2 separate regions of the Arachis hypogaea genome follow, and region 2 is linked to region 1. The links are chromatin contacts, called in public Hi-C maps. All regions are on one chromosome and are shown on one strand. Each heading gives the region's core, a stretch centred on a gene start, on an enhancer-like site or on the middle of the called end of the contact. The rest is flanking DNA. Distances are from core to core; before and after follow the strand shown.

Region 1 (3,931 bases), core at 1,050-3,549:
AGTATGGTGTTGCTGTCTCTTTCCGTACAGAATTTTGTAAAAGAATGAGAAAATCAAGAAATAAATTAAAGTAGTTTGAGAGAAAAAAATTTGGTTGGACTAAATTACAAAACTAATTTATTCATCTAACATTAAAAAATTTTAAATAAATTTAAACTAGGATGCTACTTGACTAAAATGAGTTTGTTTGCATTGCTATTTCTCTCAATTTGAAATTTAAACCTCCCACTTATTTGAAATTAAAATTTAAACTTGATGAGAGAAGGAGCGGGTGTTACACATTTAATTTTTTACATAAATTTATTTTTTTTACCGGATTAAAGAAGTTTATATATACATACATATAGGACTGAAAGTGAGCTAAAGTCAGTTCGAACTCGATAAACTGAATTCGTGAGCTGGTGAGTCGAGTTTGAGCTTGAAATTGAGCTCATAAATTAAATAAGTCAGATATGAGAATGGATGAGCTCAGTTCATTAGCTCATGAGCTAGTTCAATTATATATATTAATGTCCTTAATTATTTAAAATTTTATTTTATTTTTTATATATAATTTTAATGTAAAATATAAATAAAAAATTTATAATTGATAGATAGACAATATATAAAATTGATTTTTTTTAAATATTTTCTAATATATATAAGTTATAATTTATTGATATAGAATTATAGTCTATGTTTCTATTATTTAAACCAACTCGTGAACTTTTGTTGAGCCAAACTTGAGCTTACAAAATAGGTTCGATTGTTAATGAGTCGAATCGTGAGCCAAGCTTAATTTTCGTGAGTCGAGCTTGAGTTTAGTCTAACTCGACTCATCTCAACTTACTTCCTATATATATATATATAAAACTCGTTTTTATATTTATGGAACGAATAATTATATTAAAAATAAATATAAATACTATATTAAATATTTAATATATTTATACATAAAAATTAAATCCTTTCTCCATTTGTTTGTTAACCTTCTTCTATTAAACTTCCCACATTGTTCCAAACTATAACACACCTCTTTTTTCTTTAATTTTGTTATTCATTTAACGTAACTTTTTTGTACTTAAATTATAACTTCAACATGCATATTGACCATGCTTCTGGATAAGGTTGATCTGGACCAATTTTTCTCCTGAGAAAAAAGTTGGTTATATATATAACATGCTAGAGGTGTGTTCTTATTTTATTTATTTTTTTATTTTGATGAAAAGAGTGAGGTTTTTCGTCTGTTGTGGATAAATATCAACAGTACACAATTATTAAAGTGTAAAGCAATGTATGGGTTGGAGGTAACTCCTTTTTCCTTTTAGCGTTGAAATTAAAAGAAAACAATAATATTACATATGTACACATCATATGTAAGGTCAACTTTTATGAAAGTACAATGAAAGAGTAAAATTTCATATTTTTAAAAAATTATGTTATGACATAATATTAAAATTTATATAAAAATTTTTAAAATTTCATTCTTGTATGTTGTTTATATTTTCTAAAATATAGAGTTTTATTGTAAGATATATGAATATAATGGAGAGCACAGGATATCAACAGGGACATGTATAATCATCTATGATGTATGAACATTACCATATATATGAGATATGATATAATATAGGAGACGTGAATATATAAATTTAAAATTTTTATAAGATATGAAAAATAATATATATATATATATAAAATATAAAATATTTTTTAAATAAAATATTTAAAATATTTTTGTTTTAATAATTAATAATATATATTATTTTTAAATTACTCATTTTAAGAATATATGTTAAAAATAAGGTTTGACATGTTAATACATGATGAAATTTAAATGTCTAAATATGTTTGAAAAAATTTTTTTTTATTAAGATACTGTTGGACATACAAAATACGTGTGTCAGATGCATGTCGATAAATATTATATTCGAAATGTGTTCGATACGTTTAAACACAATAAATCAAAAAAGTATCTGTGTAAAAAATAATAAAAAAATTAAAATAAAATAAAATAGAGAACTAGCTATGTATAAATTAGTGAATCATTGTTTGAGTCAAGAAGTAAAAGGATAATTACTAGAGATATGTATGCACAAAAACACAAGGGATGTAAACAGTTACGTGAAAGGCTATCTAATTAATTGGGTGAAGTGTTCTTGGTCAAGTTTTCAGTTTTGGATATCAAAACTTAACTTATCCCATAAAAGTAATAAAGACACAAACCTAAAATATAAAAAGCATGAAACTTCCCAATAGTTTTTCTATCTATAACTATAATAAAGCCAAGGTTCTCTGAACTATGCACCCAATTTTTCAAATATATATATAAAATCCACTATTTATAAGCACTTAATAAGAACAACATCTTCATTCAACTCTACTCCTTCCATTATTCTCTATCTCTCTTTTTTCTTCTCTTCAGTTACATAACAATTTAATACATCAAGACCAATAATAATAGAAATAATAACATAGAAATGAATACAAAGATTGAACTGCCACCAGGTTTCAGGTTTCATCCAACAGATGAAGAGCTCATAACTCACTACCTCTCTCAGAAGGTTGTTGGTAGCTGCTTCTATGCAACTGCCATTATTGGAGAGGCTGATTTCAACAAGTGTGAGCCTTGGGATTTACCTTGTCAGTATCTCAATTGTTATTTTCCCTTTCAGAAATAAATTGGGTTTTCATCATTTGATTCTCTTTTTATTATGTGCCTTTGAAATATATTTTAAAAATATTCATCATTATTCAATCATTCTTTTTTTAATGTAAATCTTAATATTATAAATGAGATTTTAACTAGTTCTGAATATTTAAATAACATGTAAATGACTTTTTCCTGAAAATTTCTTAAATGCCTATTTAAGTAGAAAATATGTATAATAAGTAACTTTTTGTTTATGGCATTATATTTTTTAGTTATAAACTGCCGCCAATAGTTACTGGAAATTACTGTGAATTTGTTTCTCTGTGTCTTAAAATATGATGTTTAAAATGTTGATATTTCATTTTGCAGCGGTTTAAAATCGTCGTAAAATATTTAAAAAATTGTTGTTATTCTATCTTGGTGTATACTTATATATATGTAGAAATATAGTTTTTAATGATATTATTTTTTATTTAGCATCCTTTGATTTATTTTGACTTCAAAATTTGTGATTTTTATTTATTATTTTAATTTTTTTCAATGAAGGGAGGGGCAAAATGGGAGAAAAAGAATTGTATTTTTTCTGTTTGAAGGACAAATAGAGCCACTGGCGCTGGGTACTGGAAGGCCACAGGGAAAGACAGAGAGATATACAATGCAAAAGCAAAAGCACTTATTGGGATGAAGAAAACACTTGTTTTCTACAAAGGAAGAGCTCCAAATGGTGAAAAGACAAATTGGGTCATGCATGAATATAGGTTGGAAGGCGATAATAAACCTTCTATATACAATCTACCCAAAGAAACCAAGGTAATTAGAGTTCAATCAGTATGCATCAGCCATGTCAGAAAAAAAAATTATATTGTCATTTAATTTGATGCATGTATTTATAACTTTTGAATTAGTAATACATTAATCTCTTTGGATGGAGTAGTTATTTTTGTCGATATAACCGTATTTGTACATAAAAAGTATGAATACACGTGTTGTATATATGTGACATTTAACCAAAAAATAAAATAAAAAACTATAAAAGTACATTTTTAGTATGAATAATATTAAGTCATTAACTTTTTTTAGCTAACAACAGTTAATTTTTTAAAATTATTTTATTTATTTTAAATTTCAGACTTTAAATCATAAATTTTTTATTTTTAATTATAAATTATAAATTTAAATATTAAAATTGGCTAATTAAAATTTATTTTTTTTATATTTTTTTGTATATATTGTGGTTTGGTTCTGTTTTTTGTTTAAATTAATTTAAAATAACATTATTTTGGTTAAATTTTTTTCAAA
Region 2 (4,472 bases), core at 303-2,802, 77 kb after region 1:
TAATAATGTTATAAATGATTATGAACTAATATATCAAATTTTTTTGTTAAAAATTAATTTATTTGATATGAAAGATGTGTTAACCTTTAAAAAAAGTGGAGTAACTTGTAAGAATAATATGATAACTTTTGAAAACAATGACGTAGAAAATGTTGTGGAGAGAATAATAAGAAATTTTAAGGGGAAAAAGTGAGGGAAAAAGGGGTTAAAAAAATATGGTATATAAAAATTGAGGTGTAGGAATAATTTTATTCAGCATTTTTTTTGGGGTCAGGAAATAAATTTTTTAATGGTATCTCCTAATTTGAGATGCAAATATTTAGTCTATTAGAAATCTGAATTCTATTTAATGGTTTATTATTGGCCAATGAATTCATGAATGTACAATGAGAGATTCGAATTTCTAACACTTGTTTAAATAGATTAGTGAGTTAATTATTAAACTAACCCAAATTAGTTGTGGAATAATTTTATTCTGCTGGAAAAAGAGGAAAGTAAGATAACGTTTTTTTTTTTGGCAGGAATAATTTTTTTCTCAATAATAGATAGAAACAATTTTTGTTCGGCTCAATAGGTGACACAATCCAACTGTTTTTGCTTAGCCCAATACCGTGGCAATTAGATTTAGATGATATCAGAAATATGAATATCTACCCAGGTCCATTCTGTTCTGTACCAGGCCATAGGGCCTATTTTAATTTCTTCCCAAAAATATAATGAAAAACAAACCCCTAAAAAAAAAGAGAGAAAAAAAGAATCGGGTCCTATTTATGTTCATTACTTTATTTGCACCATTATAACCCCTCAAAATAATATATCAAATTAACTTTGTGCACAGTACATCAAAATAATCCAATAATGTAAATTTAATAATGTTCATGATGATAAAAAAAAATTGGTTCAATAGCTAACGAATTAGAAATATTCCAATAGAGTTCTAGAATCTTTGTGATTGTATATGATGAACGTAGTAATCAGTTTATGATTAATGAAATAGAGAAGAAAACGTTTAGTTAATTAGGGTGGTCGTTTTAGTATAGTTTTTAGTTCAAGAAAATCTTTTGCCTCAAAAATTTAATATATCTTGATATATAGAACATATCAAAATATGTATAAAAAGGTCATGGTGATATACATTTAATTAATTAGGCAACGAGTTAAAAAAAAGTTATTTCTTCAATTCTTTTTACGAGTTAATTTAGCTAATTAAACGTTTGAATGTTAAGAAACTAAATATCTATAGTAGATGAAACCTATAGCACTTTAATTAATTATTTTGGAAAAAATAAGTGCTCAAGATTTGGTTTTATGATGAAGAAATAATGGACCATAGACTCATAGAGGATGAAAATGCTGTTTGGTGCGTGATCACTATCTTTTGAATGTGATATACATTATATGATATGATGTCTTATTTACTCAAAAATACTTCCACTAAAATTATTCTTTACCAATAATAAAATTAATTAATTCGAGTAGTGTTATGTATGTGTGTTCTTTCCAAGATGGTCCCAATGCTTTTCAATATATATGTGGTGCCCCGCTCAATTTAATTAGTGGCTCTCTCTCTCTCCCCCAAAGTATCTTATAACTTAACAGATTAAAAATTAGTCTGTTGTAAATCTAAAATTTATTTAAAGATTTACTGTTGACTAATAAATTATTATATATATAAAATAAAAATTAAATTTTTGATATATTTTTAAACAAAAAAATGAGTTAATTACTCAACTGATAATCTAAATTGATTAATTCACCTCAACTTAGCCACACGAACATAAAGCATATCCTACTTTTTTTTTTTTTTTTTGGGCTAGTTGTCTTTAATTTGTCACCTTTATGTCTATGGTGATGGGGGTATATCGTAGTGATTGCTGACTCCTTATATCATACTCATTATCATCGTTATTAGTGTTCCTTTGGAAGAGGTCATAATCATTTATTTAGTTATTTTTATTAAGATAAAATATATTTTTTATTTGGTGATTTATTTTAACCAGAAAATTTTAAAAATTAGGATAAAATGAATGCAAATAAAAATTATTGAGAATAAAATAAAAATAAATTAAAACTTAAAATTTTTAAATAAAAAATATCTTTTACCTTTTTATTATATGAAAAATACTACTGGAAAAATATATTTTGTACAGATTATGTTTTTTTTTTGGTTAAAAACAGCTACACGTGTGTATCAACATCAACAGCATCACTAGTATTATTAAATAATAATTTGTATGGTTTAAAATAAATATCTGTTTTTTCTATATGAATTTACATTTTTACACTATAATTGACCTTATTATATACATCTATAGTAATACGATGTGAAAGAAAAGAGTGAAAAATTCTAAAAGTGACGGAAATATAACACATTATTAACGTACATATCTTACAATTTAAGAAAAAATAATCATTTATGCTCATAAACTTTACGAATACTTACAAAAGTACCCATCAAATAAAGAGACTAATGTTGTACCAATAAAAGATGAATTTTGTGTGACAAAAGTACTCAAATTCTAATTTTTTGTTGACTTTTTAATTAAATTTTCAAATTACTCCCACTCTTTATCTTCATCCTCAATTCCACACGTATCTTTTCTTTTCTAAATTCCAAACCTTCACAATCCTCTATTTCCACCATCTCTTTATCTTCAACCCTCCATTGCCGGTGACCTCTAGCTTGCGCGCTCTCTCTCTCTAAAAGAACCCCTCATATTCTTCCACTCAACATCGTCGTTGTCATCGTCATCGTCATCATCATAATTATCATCGTCATCACCATTTAAGACGAATTCTCTTAAAGCTTGAGACACCTTGTTCTGAGCTTGCAAAGCCCCAAACCCTCCATCAGGAGACACTGTAGGGACTTCTAACCGAGGATTCTTGGGTACGGGACATCCATCAGGGTGGATTAGGCCAAGCTGGGCATGGCCGCTCCAAACCCAGACTCTATGGTCGGTCCCTCCCCTTATTTCTTCTTGTTCTTGTTCTTCTTTTTCTTGTTGTTTGAGATGGGTGAAAGTGATTTAGTACGCACAAGTGCAAGAGGGATGGTTGAGGATGTTGATGATGAGGGTTAAGGTGCCAAGGAGACCCATTGAAATAGGGATTAAGGGGTTTCGAGATGTGATGTTCTAACACAAAGGAAATGTTGTTGCTGTAGAGTTGTGTTGGAGTTCGAATAAGGTTTGGCGGTGGTGGAGCTTGGGGAGGACCTTGGTGCTACAGATCTCTGTTACTGTTGCTCGCAATGGCACACTCTACCTGAGGAGAAGAATTCGACGATGAGTTTGAATGGATGATGACTGGATTCGAAGAAGGGTTTATTGGTTTAGGATTAGGTTTGCTTCAGATGATTGTGAGTCAGAGAGAGAAAGGGAGTGGGGATAATTGGGATATTTTATTAAAAAATTAACAAAAAAATTAAAGTTTTGGTACTTTTGTAATACATAACTCTCTTTTATGGGTACACTACAAGAATTTGATAAATTAGCGACGAATTTTTGCGAGAAATATTTTTTATCACTAATCCGTCACTAACTTGTGAGGAAATAGTGACGCACTAACGACAAAATTAATGAGCGGTCACAAAATGTCCGAACTTGAGAAAAGTGACTGATTAGCGAGAGATTTATGAGTAAGTTTGTTTCTCGCAAATTCAGTTTCGTAGCTAAAAAAAGAGCGAGAAAAATTTCCTCGCTAATTTGTCACAAAATAATTAGCGAGTGACAATGTTCTAGCAAATTAGTCACTTAGAAGTTCAATCGAATAAAAGAAAAATAGCGAGGCATATTATTGTCACTATTCCGTCGCAAGTGTTTGATATACAATTAGCGAGAAATAATTCACACACTAGTTCGTCGCTAAATAAATTTTGTGCGAAAAGGCTAATTAGTGAAGGACAATGTTACTAGCTAATCCGTCACAAAGACTTGAAATGCATTTTGCGATGGACAAATTCCTAGCTAATTTGTCACCAAAGTTTTTATTTTTAGCGAGCAACTAGTTTCTCGCTAATTTGTCGCATAATATTGTAAAAATTCAAAATTAGGGTAGCGACAGAAAACAGTCGTCGCTAACCCGTCGCAACGGAAAATCATTCAGCTAGGGAAGTGTTCCTTGCTAATTAGTCGCTAAAGGGGAAATACAGATATTGAATGTCTAGGACCTAAGTAGTGAGAAATTTGCGACCGTTTAACAACCGACACACTTCGTTCGCTGATTTCAAGTCGCTGATTAGCGAGCGAAATACATTTGTCGCTAAGTTGTCGCAAGTTTAATTTAGCGAGCGACTTGGCAACGGCAATATTGTCGCAAAGCAAAAGCTATATCCTACCTATTTTGTAGCAAATTACTCGCTAATCTCGTTGGAAATTCGTCGCAGAGTTATAACAAATCCAAAGCTAACCAAGAAAATGTTAGAAGTAACTCGTCGGCTCGTCGCAATTGAGTCACTAATCAAAAGCTTA

The links. A called contact is a pair of places that touch in the nucleus more often than the background predicts.
Region 2: a contact with region 1 is called in a Hi-C map of leaf, with 3 times the contacts expected there. The contact joins the enhancer-like site here to the promoter of LOC112784292 in region 1. A contact is called at or near these places in 2 of 8 Hi-C or Micro-C datasets (both in leaf).

What each region holds. Positions count from the first base shown.
Region 1 is chr20:134,320,138-134,324,068 of arahy.Tifrunner.gnm2.J5K5, forward strand. It overlaps LOC112784292 (NAC domain-containing protein 92), which reads left to right and starts at 2,300. Exons shown (of 4, transcript XM_072230154.1): 1 at 2,300-2,622; 2 at 3,179-3,226; 3 at 3,228-3,442. The coding sequence starts at 2,460.
Region 2 is chr20:134,397,434-134,401,905 of arahy.Tifrunner.gnm2.J5K5, forward strand. No RefSeq gene overlaps it. Among protein-coding and RNA genes, the nearest start is that of LOC112782319, 34 kb to the right of the region's middle. Within about 2 kb of position 1,553, at least 2 of the 3 cell types and tissues checked have open chromatin away from gene starts, as enhancers often do.